3 separate regions of the Mus musculus genome follow, and all the other regions are linked to region 3. A link is a contact called in public Hi-C and promoter capture Hi-C data. All regions are on one chromosome and are shown on one strand. The core of a region is the stretch at or near the end of the contact, and the rest is flanking DNA. Distances in the headings are between cores, read along the strand shown.

The links. Promoter capture Hi-C pulls out the DNA fragments that hold promoters and counts their contacts. Hi-C and Micro-C count contacts between places; a contact is called where the count stands out from the background.
Region 1: a contact with region 3 is called in a promoter capture Hi-C map of pre-B cells. The contact joins the enhancer-like site here to the promoter of Rps20 in region 3. A contact is called at or near these places in 13 of 39 promoter capture datasets (3T3-L1-derived adipocytes, the C10 cell line, the HPC-7 cell line and 9 more), 2 of 484 Hi-C or Micro-C datasets (bone marrow-derived macrophages and pre-pro-B cells), 17 of 115 datasets of contacts at active chromatin or transcription factors (the 230-238 cell line, DN3 thymocytes, bone marrow-derived macrophages and 8 more) and 3 of 9 other capture datasets (adipose tissue, liver and macrophages).
Region 2: a contact with region 3 is called in a Hi-C map of the C2C12 cell line, with 4 times the contacts expected there. The contact joins the enhancer-like site here to the promoter of Rps20 in region 3. A contact is called at or near these places in 5 of 39 promoter capture datasets (the C10 cell line, the HPC-7 cell line, cranial neural crest and 2 more), 11 of 484 Hi-C or Micro-C datasets (the Ba/F3 cell line, the C2C12 cell line, the G1E-ER4 cell line and 5 more), 8 of 115 datasets of contacts at active chromatin or transcription factors (the NIH/3T3 cell line, the SCID.adh cell line, bone marrow-derived dendritic cells and 5 more) and 3 of 9 other capture datasets (adipose tissue, liver and pancreatic islet).

The regions. Positions count from the first base shown.
Region 1 is chr4:3,624,892-3,628,826 of GRCm38.p6, reverse strand. No RefSeq gene overlaps it. Among named protein-coding and RNA genes, the nearest start is that of 2210414B05Rik, 30 kb to the left of the region's middle. Within about 2 kb of position 1,931, at least 100 of the 459 cell types and tissues checked have an H3K27ac peak or open chromatin away from gene starts, as enhancers often do. A contact at or near this core is called in the HPC-7 cell line, adipose tissue, bone marrow-derived macrophages and 5 more, where this site is marked.
Region 2 is chr4:3,961,512-3,965,914 of GRCm38.p6, reverse strand. It overlaps the pseudogene Gm19037. Among named protein-coding and RNA genes, the nearest start is that of Chchd7, 25 kb to the right of the region's middle. Within about 2 kb of position 1,529, at least 1 of the 459 cell types and tissues checked has an H3K27ac peak or open chromatin away from gene starts, as enhancers often do. A contact at or near this core is called in the C2C12 cell line, where this site is marked.
Region 3 is chr4:3,833,863-3,838,191 of GRCm38.p6, reverse strand. It overlaps Rps20 (ribosomal protein S20), which reads left to right and starts at 2,537. Exons shown (of 4, transcript NM_026147.6): 1 at 2,537-2,708; 2 at 2,901-3,000; 3 at 3,183-3,256; 4 at 3,509-4,329. The coding sequence starts at 2,706. The coding sequence ends at 3,691. It overlaps Gm32823 (a long non-coding RNA gene), which reads right to left and starts at 2,543. Exons shown (of 5, transcript XR_881078.2): 1 at 2,258-2,543; 2 at 1,317-1,509. It overlaps LOC115490074 (a small nucleolar RNA gene), which reads left to right and starts at 3,046; the gene lies at 3,046-3,113.

The DNA.
Region 1 (3,935 bases), core at 682-3,181, 210 kb after region 3:
TATTTGTGTTGTGGTAAATATTATTTGGGAGTTTCTACCTCATTTAGGTCATATAGTTCCCAAATAAAAGACACAATAATAATAACGAGCCTTAAAAGTACTAGATCTGGGCAGATAGCAATCCCCTATATTATTTTGTCTACCTGTCAATAACCCTGAGATATGGCTTGCCACGTTCTCCAGGGGCCTCTCTGCTCCAGCTGCTGGCTGTGGTCACGGGCATGCACTCATGATCCACCTCCCCATGGTATCTTCTTCCTCCCCTCTTCTCCTTGTCCCTGGCCCAGCCCCAAGCCTGGGAACCTTTACTCCACCCCCTCTCTTCTAGCCAGCCCAAGCTGTATCTTTATTAACCAATCAGGGATGACTTAGAAGCAGGGTGAGAGGGGCAAAGTATATATAACAAAAGCTAGTATATATGCTCTACACTGGAGCAACCAGGTCTTGGGGTACTGAATTTATCATTTGAATATAAGCAGTATCAGATCAACCTCCCACATATTTGCAACTGAATACCTGTGGAGTCCAGAGGCACTGAATTCTCTGGAGCTGGAGTTAAGAGGTGTTTGTAAGCTACCTGACACAGGTGCTAGGAACCAAACTCAGGTCCTCTGGAAGAGAGAGGAGAACCTAGTCACTGAGCCATCTCTCTAGCCCTGAAAAGACTGTTCTTGTTTGTTTGTTTGTTTGTTTATGCTGGGGTTTGAAGGCAGGTCTCCCTCCTGCTGAGTCAATGTAGTACAAACCCATACAGCTGGAAAGTTTTAATGCAGTGGTGCTGCTAAGGAGCTGGAAGATGGGTAGGGAACAGCCCCCATAGTTAGGAGGCATGGTAGAAACAGATGGCAGAGTTGAGAGTGACCAAACGATCAGTGTGAACCCAGTGGAGAAAGATGGTTTGTCAGTTGTTTACCAATTAATTATACTGGTAAAATACCAGCAAAAGTGAAAAACCAAGAATTTGGGACTGACAGAGATGGTTCAATGGGTATAGTATTTGATGAGTAAGCATGAAGACCCAATTTGCTCCTTAGCACCCACGTAAAAGCCAGGCTATGACAGTGCTGGCAAGCAGGGAAAGGAGGTCCCAGGTACTCACTGGCTAGCAAGTCATCGTCAGCAAACTCCAGGCTTGCTAAGAGACCTGTGTCAAAAAACGAAGCTGGATGGAATGGGAGAAGATAGCTGTGGCTTGATGTCGGCCTGCACCTTTGCAAACAGGGGTGCACACTTATGCATACACATCCGTGTCCTCCGCCTCCTCGTTCGCACTCACTTACACTTACACATCCGTGCCCCCCACCTCCTCGTGCACACTTACTTACGCATACATATCTGTGTCCCCTACCTCCTCACCTAGAATTTGTTTTGGTCAATCAAGTTGTCTTAGTTACGGTTTCTATTCCTATGAAGAGACAGCATGGCTATGGAAACCCTATAAAGGAAAACATTTACTTGGGATTGGCTTACAGCTCAGAGGTTTTAGTCTATTATCAGGGAGAGAAGCATGGTGGCATGTAGGCAGACACAGTGCTGGAGAAGGAGCTGAGAGTTCTGTATCTTGATCTGTAGGCAACAGAAAGAGACTGTGACACACTGGCCAGACTTGAACTTCTGAGACCTCAAGGTCCACCCCTATAGTGACACACTTCCTCAAACAAGGCCACATCTCCTAATAGTGCCTCTCCTTATGAGGCTTTGGGGGCCTATTTTATTCAAGCCACGTAACTGGTATGGTATTGGTTTTCTGTTGCTGTGTAACGATGATTTCAAACTCCGCAGGTTAAATCATCTGTCTCCATTTAAGGACCAGGCCTGATTTCCTAAAAGGCCGTAAGGCACCAGCTTCAGGATCAGACCATAACACCCAGAACAAGATCATAAAATGCCTCCTCAAAGAACAGCCTGGGGATAACCACAAAAATGGGGAACTATCTCAGAATGCGCCATCTGTGCTGGGCAGCCCTATTTCATCACATGGTTGAACATTCATGACATAGGAATGCAGACTACCGATCACCCGTGACCTCCTAGCATCTACCAATGACATTTTCAATTACCTAATCCTTCTAGAGAGTCCTCCCCTGCCCCCATTCCCTATAAGAAGGCCTGTGTGCCTTTGTCTGGGGTCACCATTTCAGAGAATGGCTGACCCCCGCATGCTGGTTGTTTCTGCAGGATAAACACTATTTGTTTTTGCCTACTTGGTCTTCCTTCAGTGATAGGACCCTTACATAAGTTTGAGTCCAGTCCAGAACACCTACATAGTGAAATGTTGTCTCAAAATAACAACAAGGAGCCCTGAAGAAACCATAAGAGCAAAAGAACAACAAGAAATCTTGAAAGCTTTTTGAAAAAGTTCAGTTCTGGAGAGATGAACGACGACTGTGCCAAACTCGTTTACTTTTTCTCCAAGGTGAGAGCATGGGGCCACTCCAAGAAAGAACATATTTTCTAGTATTGGTATCCATGTTTGTGCAGTGAGGTACAGAGACCAACAGTCTGCCACAAGGGCTGCAGTACTGGACTAGAACTCGGAGGAACCTCTTCAACTCCTTTGGCTGTCTTAGGTAGGCGCTCAAGGTTGAACAAGATGTCCACAGGACAATTCAGATGTACTGGCTCTAGAGAGATGGGGCAGACATCAATCATACTCCATTTAACCATGAAGATGTATCCAGTCCCTTAAAAAGAGCTGATAGTGCCATATGTACCATAGTATAAGGCAGATTCTTAGGAGCTGTTCACATTGTAAACAGATGTGCTTCCATGGTCTCAATGGTCACAAAACAAAAACAAAATGTCCATACACTGATATACCGACTGGATATTATATGCTTGGCCAGTCTTCCTCAGAGAATCATTTGGCTTTCAAAATTGCCTTATATATGTTGAATATCTTCAGATATATGCATCCATTTCACTTTAAATATTTCTTTAGGGTAGACTTTCTGGAGTTAGACACAAGGTGAGTGATTCAGACAAGATCAAGGGCAAAGGCCAAGTAGACAGGATTATGTAGATCAAGTCAGTGACCAAAGGAGCAATAGAAATTGACGGGGGGGAACTCAACTCAAACCACGCACCAGAAGCGCAGGGTATTGCTCAGCTGCCTGGGCTTCAGGCCAGTGCTGGAGGCGAGCTGTCCACAGGTCTCCATTCTATTTGTTTACTGCTTTGCTTAACAAATGACACAGGATGAACTGATAACAGGATAGCCCATGACCAAAGAAAACTGTTTCTACTTCAACAGGCCAGTCCTGGAGGTGACAATTCTTACACTGTTCATCGTGAGTTACAAACTGACATTTGAAGGTTGTTTTCATTGGAATTGTGAACCATGAATGCTTGATAAGCCTATGCATTTAATATATATTAATTTTGGGAGAAGAAAAGATTTCTTTTTGCATACTAGCATTTCTTTGTAAAAGTGACTAAGTATTTCAGTGTATTTATTAGAAACACAATGTAAAGAAAATCACTGGAAAGAGATGCCCATTGGACAGGCAAACTTTATATGCCCCAGTACAGGGGAACGCCAGGGCCAAAAAATGGGAATGGGTGGGTAGGGGAGTGGGGGGGGGGAGGGTGTGGGGGACTTTTGGGATAGCATTGGAAATGTAATTGAGGAAAATACGTAATAAAAAAAAGAAAATCAATTTAAATGAAGAGAACAGAATAGAATTAATCAATTCTGTAGCCCTTGCTGTGAGGGCTAGGGAGAAGCAGGGCTGTCAGGGGCTGAGTATTCCACTAGTTCTGATGTATCAAGCTCCAAAGATGCCCGGAGAGACCTGAATGGATTAAGTAAATGCCAGCCCAAGCCCTAAAGGAGATAGTTTCAACAGTTTAACACAACCTTTAGCAACACACTTGCTATTTTACACATCAGGCATACTGTTCTTTGTCAGGGAAAGTGAAGAATCATGGGTTTA
Region 2 (4,403 bases), core at 280-2,779, 130 kb before region 3:
TCCAGACTAAGATCCAGTAAAGAAATCTCCACTTTATTATTTTCTTAATAAAACGCTATTCTGAGGAGGAAAGGGGGGACAAAGAGTATCTGTTTTATTTTGTTTTCAAAGAAAATAAAAATCACCATAATGCACCTCTTGTGCAGGGCCACATGTCTGCAGGTATCCCCCTGCCTTGGCACTGTGTGGCTTTCATAGTCTCCACATCTTGCTGACCTCTGCTCTAAGCCTCCATCATGTCAGCAATGGGATGAGAACTAGGCTCACGTTCGTCCCAGTTCCCTCTTCATCCAGTCTCCCCAGAACAGCTGATCTTTGTGCCTGGTACTCAACAAACTTGAGCTGGGCGGTGGAGCGATAGGAGAATGCATAACAGTAAGAATGACATTCTGCCATTGCCTTTTTCAGTGAAGCAAACTTTAATAATGCTGTCCACATCTTCTTAAGAAAAAGCATCAAGGTAGTGATATGGGCAAAATATGTGATGTAGAATCTAGGATGTTAGCATTTGAAGACATTCAGACATTGCTTAACTCAGATAAAACTCGGCTACTTTAGCTCAGATGTAGAATCTATCTTCTATCAAACTGTAAAAGAGACTTGGTGCCCCTGCTCTGCCACTGTTTTCCCTTCCTGGTGGTTGTTTTAGTTAGCTGCCCATCTTACAGAAATGCCCAGGTAGGGCGTTTCTGAATCCAGGTGACTGTGCCCAAATCTCTAGTGAGATCTGCCTTCTGATTAACCCTGAGCCTTCTGACCTCAGTGTGGTTGGAGGTCATAGACATATTTAAGTCAAGGATTCCACACTTTCATATAAGAACTTGGCAATGTTACCAAGCTGCTGTAGTAGACTTTGCAAAATGCCTGGGTTCCCTGTTTTCAATTTTAAGTCAAAATGGAGATGTTACTAGGTAATCTCTAAATTTATCCTCAGCTCCAAAATTCTGTGATTCTTAAATTAACGGAAATAATCAGACAACAGGATACCATAAGCAGAAACATTTTTAAGTGAAAGAAAATTCAAGTATAAAGCTTAGGAAAGCACAGGTTTATCTTAGGGTTTACATTCAGAGGCAGAAGAAGACTTCCCTCACACAACTGGTGGTGTGGACTGAGATAATTACAGACTGGAAAGTTAGGAAGATGACAAATGACTTAATAAAACAGCTGATCACAACTTGAACCAGCTATGGCTGAGTGACACATCTCTAGATGCTGTAATTAAATGTCTCTGGAACATTCCTCACAGTGAGTAAGCTGTTCTTCCTTTATACTTTCAGTAGCTTGGGAATTAAAGTACAGTCAGGTTTTTAGGTTACTAGATCAATGATTCTAAAAAGCATAGTCTGTAAGTCTAGACCAGAGATCAAAGCAGCTTATGGTGGGTAGGGGCAAGTTGATGAAACATGTGGAGTCTAAAGACAGTGAGGACCAGGCTAGTTGAATGACTTGTCAAAGGTCACAAAATACAAGGTTGACTCCTTAGCAGGACATGTAGTCCGGTATCTCAGCACCATGGAGCTTACTCATAAGACACTTCTAAACTAGATGTTAGTGGGCTGGTTCCTGGTGCTCTCCAGGAAGAATGGTCATATTTCACTCCTGACATTGAGTCATGTGTTTCATCCCTCTTTAAGAGCTGGAATTGCCGGTCAGCTGAAGACAGAACTGGAGTCCTTTCTTTCCTTCAGGAGAAGCTCAGAATGGACACCTACCTCCCTGACTAAAGTAAAGTACCTCTCTAAAATAGAAACTTTCCAGGAAACTCTTTAGACAAAACCATAAGTCTACTGCAAGTGTTTGTTACCTGGCAGTGTAAGCAGGTCAGAGCTGCATAGTCCTCTGAGGGCTTATACCTCCATCAAAACCAAATTTAGAAGGCTAGAAATATGCCTTTGCATCTTTGAATTCAAACGACATGCCCAAGAAAAGGGGCAGTCCCCACAGGAGCATCCCACAGCATTTCCCTTTCTGAATTTTTCCAAATAAAGAAGACATGGTCCAATGTAACACTTAGCGTTTTATTTACTGACAATAATAAAGTCTTCCTCGGCTCCTTGGAATGATGGTGGTGGTTTCCATTTTAGAATAACAGCGAGCTATCCTCAGAACCTGCAGGTAACTAACTACTAAGCTCCTGCCAAAGCTAGATGAGATCTAAGCTTTTGAAGTCTGCCTGCTCTATGTGGAGACCACTCTCCCCAAAGCCTCTGCACTGAGAGACAGCAACAGACCTTGATGCCATAGATGCCTACTGAGCATTTATCAAAACAACACGAGCTTCCTGAGATCATGTATCAAGCACCTCCGGGACAAGCAGACCCTTGCTGCACCATCACAATCACTCAGGATCAAGGCTCAGGCAAGTCTTTCCAGCTCTTGTTCTTCTGAGGGTTTCTAATGAAAATGTTTCCTTATCAATTCAAAGATTTCATTTCTGAACTAGAGATTTGAATTTAAAAGAGTCTGAGGCCCTTATGAATGAAGACCTATAATTGCATTTCTAAGTTCATTCACTGGAAGGAGAAGTAGAATTGTTCTTCAGGCATCAGGCTGAACCTGAATCCATCATCATTAACTTACTAGTTATGTGGGCTTAGTCAATCCTTCTCTTCCTCTTCCTCCTTCTCCTCCACCTCCTCCTCCTCCTCTTATTCCTCCTTTAAGTGGAAATGTAGGGGCTTTCTGGAAAGTCAGTTGTGTTGGATGGTGTTTTGCTGGGGCAAACACGTAAAGGAAGGTTTCTCTGTAGCAGACTCGGGTGAAAGGATGTTCTGCTAAAGGAAGCATATTAAAGGACGTGTGCTAAAGGATTCTTCACTAACTATATGCCTGTATCAGTCTCTCTTACATTGCATAGTTGAGCTCATTTTGTTGGGACACCATAGAGAAAAACTTACCAAAAAAACTTCTGGTGATGTGCCACAACTTCTTGCCGTTTTCATGGACTCAGCAGATTGGCAGAGAGATGTCAGCTGAGACAGATGCACAGGCTGAGGCAAGACCACGCTGAAGCAAGATCTATGGAGGACACGTGATGTTTGGAGGGGATAAATAGGACTCGATGGACAGTGACAGAGGCTGAGCTTGTCCTGCTTATAGAGCTAGCTGTGCACCATTTGTGGTCTCCCTGATCTTCACTTCGCTGAGAGAGGCACAGCCGAGAACTTTTCCTGTTATTCCTCCTGGTCCCTCCTGATCCCTCCTGCTGATTCGTGCCAATTTGGCTGAAGCCTGGCTGTCTCTGCTAAGTAGTGCCACTGCTACCAATACATGTTTGCTATCCCAACACTACCAAAGTGAACTGCTGGTATATCCATGAAGTGTTTATAAGTGGATTGAGCTGCCACTGCTAACCTGTAAACTGAGCTGCTGATTTCCTGACAACACAGATGGGATCTGTTCCAAAGAGCCATTTCTAAACAGGTCCACTTCCCCCATATCTTTTCTTTTCTACTACCTCTGGTGGGTGTTGGGCTAGAAGGAAGGTTACAGTGTTTAAGAACCACCATTAAAAGTAGGTGTTGAAAAAACTGAAATTATACTTCCTTTTCTCCAATCCTGAGCAGATCCTACACTTGAACTGCAGAATCCTCTCTGCATTTTGTCCTGACATCACTGGGAGATGTGGAACTTACCAGGATTTGCAGGTTGACTTCACCACAGCCGTACTCCCAAAGCCTAAGATCTGCAGCATCCTCTATTGAAGTTTTTGAGGGTTTGGAAGGGGGGGGTGTTTTTGTTTGTTTTGTTTTTGTAAAAACACATCAAACAGAGCTTTCCCGAATCTCAGATAATGGCTGTTCTGACACTGGGACTGCCAGCATTCGTCGCTTCCTGGATTTGCTCACCTATCCATATACTTTCTGGGGAGTGCTCCGCATATTTGGGCCACTGGAAATGATTTCAACCTGTCCCCACCCTTTTCATTACAAACATCAATCACAAATACCAAATACATTGCTGGGAAAACAGTGTGAGCATCTGAACCGAGAAGCAAGGCCGAATGGCTGTGAGCTCTCAGAACAAGCAAAACTATGCCAGTTGACATCTCTATAAGCAATACTCTAATTCCATTTCTATGAAATGTGATAGGACATGGTTCTCTGCAACAGATGTAGTTTAAGAATCCTGCCAAAGCTTCTCAAGCAATTCAACCTTTACTTCTATATTGTGGCCAGGCCTTGATGTACAGGATCCATTTTCTGAGTTCATAAAGCCAAAGGACGCTGTCAGTAGCTCCATCAGTCCTATCTACTACACTTCCGGGAGTCGTGTCCGGGCTTTCCCAGCAACTCCTCTGAGGAGTATAATAATCCAAGATTTGTTTCATCATCTCCATTTTCCCATTCACAGGCAGTTGTTGTGAGTCTCATGGCTTTGTCTCCCCTGTTCTTGGAGAA
Region 3 (4,329 bases), core at 1,288-3,787:
ATGCTGGACACCAAATCAGCTCCTCTTCAAGAATGGCAAGGCTATCTGCTGAGCCAACTACCTTCCTCCCTTCCTTCTTTCCTCCCTCCCTCCCTTCCCTCCTTCCTTCCTTCATTTTCTTAGAGACAAGGTCTCTACAAAGCCCTCACTATGTAGACCAGGTAGGCCTTGAACTCACAGAGATTCACCTGACTCTGCCTTCCAAGCGCTGAGATTAAGTCCACTCACATAAACCTGGGGTGTATTTTACCTGTTTATCATTGAACTTTCTTTACCTCTCTCTCTTTGTGTGGTGCTGAGGTTCAATCTAAGACCTTGGGCATACTAGACAGAGGTTCCATTGCTAAGCCACATGCCCAGATTTTTTCTTTTTCTTTCTTCTATGTTTGTTTTTTGTTTGTTTGTTTGTTTGTTTGTTTTTGAGATGGGTACTTACTATGTAGTCCAGGCTGATATTGAACATGAGAGCCCCCTGCCTCTGATCGCCCAACTCTGGGATTATAGACCCATGCCACCGAGACCATGTTTAAGAAGTAAGGAATGTCTAAGGTTTGTTTTTTGTCAATAATTCTAGCTGGGAGTGGTTTCATTCACCTGTAATTCTGTAGCACTGGAAAAAGAAGGATGGAAGGATCTTAAATTTGGAGCCAGCCTCAGTGTGTATGGTGTGTGTGGTGTGTGGTGTGGTGTGTGTATGTACTTGTCCTTCTCAAGAACCCTGTTCAATCTCTGGACAGCCTCGGAGCATTGCTGTTCAGGCCTCTGAAGATGTAATTAATATGAATACAGATCACATCTCAGGAAGCTGCAGTATGACTGCATTTCTTTATTTGTTCCAGATAATCCTACTGATACATTATGCAGATTTAAAGTTGATGTCACAGTTAATAAAATAAAAATGCAGGTTTTAGCTATGGTGGTGGCCAATGCCTTTAATCCCACCCAGTATTCTAGAGGCAGAGACAAGAAGATCTCTGTAAATTCCAGAGCGGCCCAGACTAAAGTCTTAAAAAAAAAAAAAAAAAAGAAAAAAAAAAAAAAAGCAGACACTCAGGAGGCAGAGGCAGAGGCAGAGGCAGGTAGATCTCAGGGTGCAGGCCAGCCTGGTCTACAGAATAATTTCAGAACAGCCAGGGCTACACAAAGGAACTCTACCTCACACAAAAACAAAGCAGAACAAAACAAATAGTCAAGAAAGGAAAAGAAAAACAAAGTTAGACTTTTTTCTGATGTTAAGTCTACTAGTAGTCTAAGAGGTCAATGGATTATATTTAAAAATAATTGAACTCGAAAACTCCCCTAACTTTAACACTTACCTAATTGTTCAATGACAGCAAAACTTCATGTACACTGTGAGTCAGAAAGCCAGTTCCTAGTTAGGTCGAATCCCGACCAAGCAAGTGAATCGGTGCTGGCGCTCCCAAAGCTCAGAAGAACATGGCTTAGGGAGTTCTCCTTGGAGGGGAATCAGTGCTCTGGGTTTGGCAACTCGGAGCAAGTAACTTTCACCTACAAAATAATGTTATTTCCTCCTGTGTTGTCTGTAACCCACCTCCAGGCTTACATTCTATTTGACCTTGCGCAGTGGGTAGTGTAGATTAATCTGCACCATCCTCTGCGTCCTAGGACATTTGACCTGAGGACATTTGGCTTTCTTTCTGCTGTACGCAGACACTAATTTTATTATGAACAACTGCTCCGTTCTAAGGAGTCCCCGGAGGTCTCAGCCATCATAACATAGCAGAACGGAGCTCCATCGCAACATAGAGAAGAGAATATTAAAACTGGGTAGATGGGTTCCAGGCCAGGCTGCAGGTACAATGCCCTGTGACCCCACAGAGCACTGGGACTAGAGTTCTGCCTTCACTTAATTGAACTAACTGAAGCTAAACCTGGGTTTCCAGCAGATATAGACGTTTCCAATATTCCTGGAAGCCCAAAGCCAAAATATCACAAAAGGGCATTTCAGCTCCGAAAAGCAGTTTCCGAATAATTTTTAGAATATAAGCTTAGTAATTAATGGGGGGTGGGGGGGAGGTGGGGTGTGTGTGTGTGTGGGGGGGGTGCCACAGCTCTCGTCAGAAGACAAGTTTCCGAAAACCACTATCTCCTTCTACAAGGATTCACAAGATTGAACTCAGGGTGTCAGCTCATGGATGGAGTGCGTTTTCCTGCTAAGCCCTGACTTCTGTCTTCAGCACCAAGTAAATAAATGCCCTGTCACGATCATTCTTCCCCAAGGTCCGTGTCAGCTAACCTCAAAACAACTCTTCCCTTGTCAGACAAAAGCAAGCTGATCGAGTATGCATGCGAAGCATATTTCGCACTGTAAAGACCGTAGGTGCTTGTGCAGAGAGCACCTGGCATGAGTTTTCTCCGCTCCAGCTTCGTCTGTCCTCCGAGTCAGGACAGGGACTCCGCCGAGAGGCCAGAGGGCGCGCGCGCGTCCTCGCCTTTCCCGCCAACTAGGCGGGGACGCAGCCCGGCCTCCCCCACGGCGACCTCTTCGCGGGCGGGGCGGTTCCTGTTCCGGGTCACAAAGCACCCGGATGCGCACGTGCTTTATAAGCGCCCGGCGCCGTCCGGCCCCTCCTTTCTGAGCCCCGGCGGTGCGCGCTACGGAGCTCGGCCAGCCTGCTCCGTCCTGACTCACCGCTGTTCGCTCCTGCTGAGGAACAAGTCGGTCAGGAAGCCGCGCCTCAGCCATGGTGAGGTGGGGGGCGTCGCCACGCGGCCTGGGGCGTCGGCGGGGCTCGACTTGCTGGGGCGCCGGGAGCGCAGAGCCCGGGAGAGGGCTCCCGCCGCGGCGAGGGCCCGGGAGAGGGTCCTCATGGCGGTTGTGTAGGAGTGGGCCTCCACTTACGGGTCGCTGTTTGTTTTTCCCGCCTGGGTGATAACAGGCATTTAAAGATACCGGAAAGACGCCCGTGGAGCCCGAAGTGGCGATTCACCGAATTCGAATCACGCTCACCAGCCGCAACGTGAAGTCGCTGGAGAAGGGTCAGTACGATGCTCGGGGTGGCTTGGTGATCGCTGGGGCGCGGTCGGCGATGAGGAGATACCAACCGTATTGAGTTATAGTGATATTTCTTATACGCTATTCTGAGCCGATAGGCGAACTTGTTTAAAACGCCTCGAGTCATTCTGAGTTAACTGAAAGACCATGCTTTCTTAACCCGCAGTTTGTGCGGACTTGATCAGAGGCGCCAAGGAAAAGAATCTGAAAGTGAAAGGACCGGTGCGCATGCCTACCAAGGTAAGGGACAGGTAGACTCGAGTACTGGTAGACTGGTGGGGAGGGGGAAGGTCAGAGTTTGATTGCCAAATAAATTCAGAGATTAAATTTACATTCCTAAGAATACAAGTTATTAGGGGCCAAATGTCTGGTGGCGATTGAGTATGATACCTTTCTTAAAGCAAACTCCAAAACTCTCTAGTAAAGGTTGCTGAAACCTGTTAACATACAGAGAAAATGGTTCAGAAATGGACTAATTTTGTTTTATTGCAGACTTTGAGAATCACTACCAGAAAAACACCTTGTGGTGAAGGTTCCAAGACCTGGGATCGATTCCAGATGAGGATCCACAAGCGACTCATTGATTTACATAGTCCTTCTGAGATTGTTAAGCAGATTACTTCCATCAGTATTGAGCCGGGAGTTGAGGTTGAAGTCACCATTGCAGATGCCTAAGACAACTGAATAAATCGTCTTAATGGTCAAATTTTGCTGGCTTTTGTTCAGGTTTTTTTTTTTTAATTCATGTTTATGAGTGTAAATGTGTGTGTCACAGGGGTGTCAGATGTTCTTTGAACCACCATGTAGGTGCTGGAAACCCAACCTGCATCCTCGGAGAGAACAGGTTCCTTAACCACTGAGCAAGTACTGAAGCATTAAACTGCTTTTAAAAATGAAGGTGTGCTAACAGATTGGTCAGGTGAAAAAGAGACGTTAGGTTTCCTGCAGGGGGCGCTAAGCCAATTTAAAGACTAAGTTGGGTTAGAAAAGAGCAGATTGCATCCTTGATCTTTTAAGCCTGGGGATTTTGTTTTGTTTTGGGATAGGGTCCCAACACAGAACAGGCTGACCTCATTAAATATCAATCTTATTTGATTGCCTCTGCTCCCAGAGTACTGGAATTAAAGGCAGGGACCACTGTATTAGCCATTCTGAGTTATTTGAAATGGACTCTGCAGGCCATACTTGGTCAAAATTCTGCCTTCTCAATTACAGGCATGAGCCACTATGCCTGGTTTACTTACTAATAGATGTCCAAAGACTAGTGTATGAAAATTTTGCTTTTCCAGGTGATTTGTGAAAGGCAGGGTGGC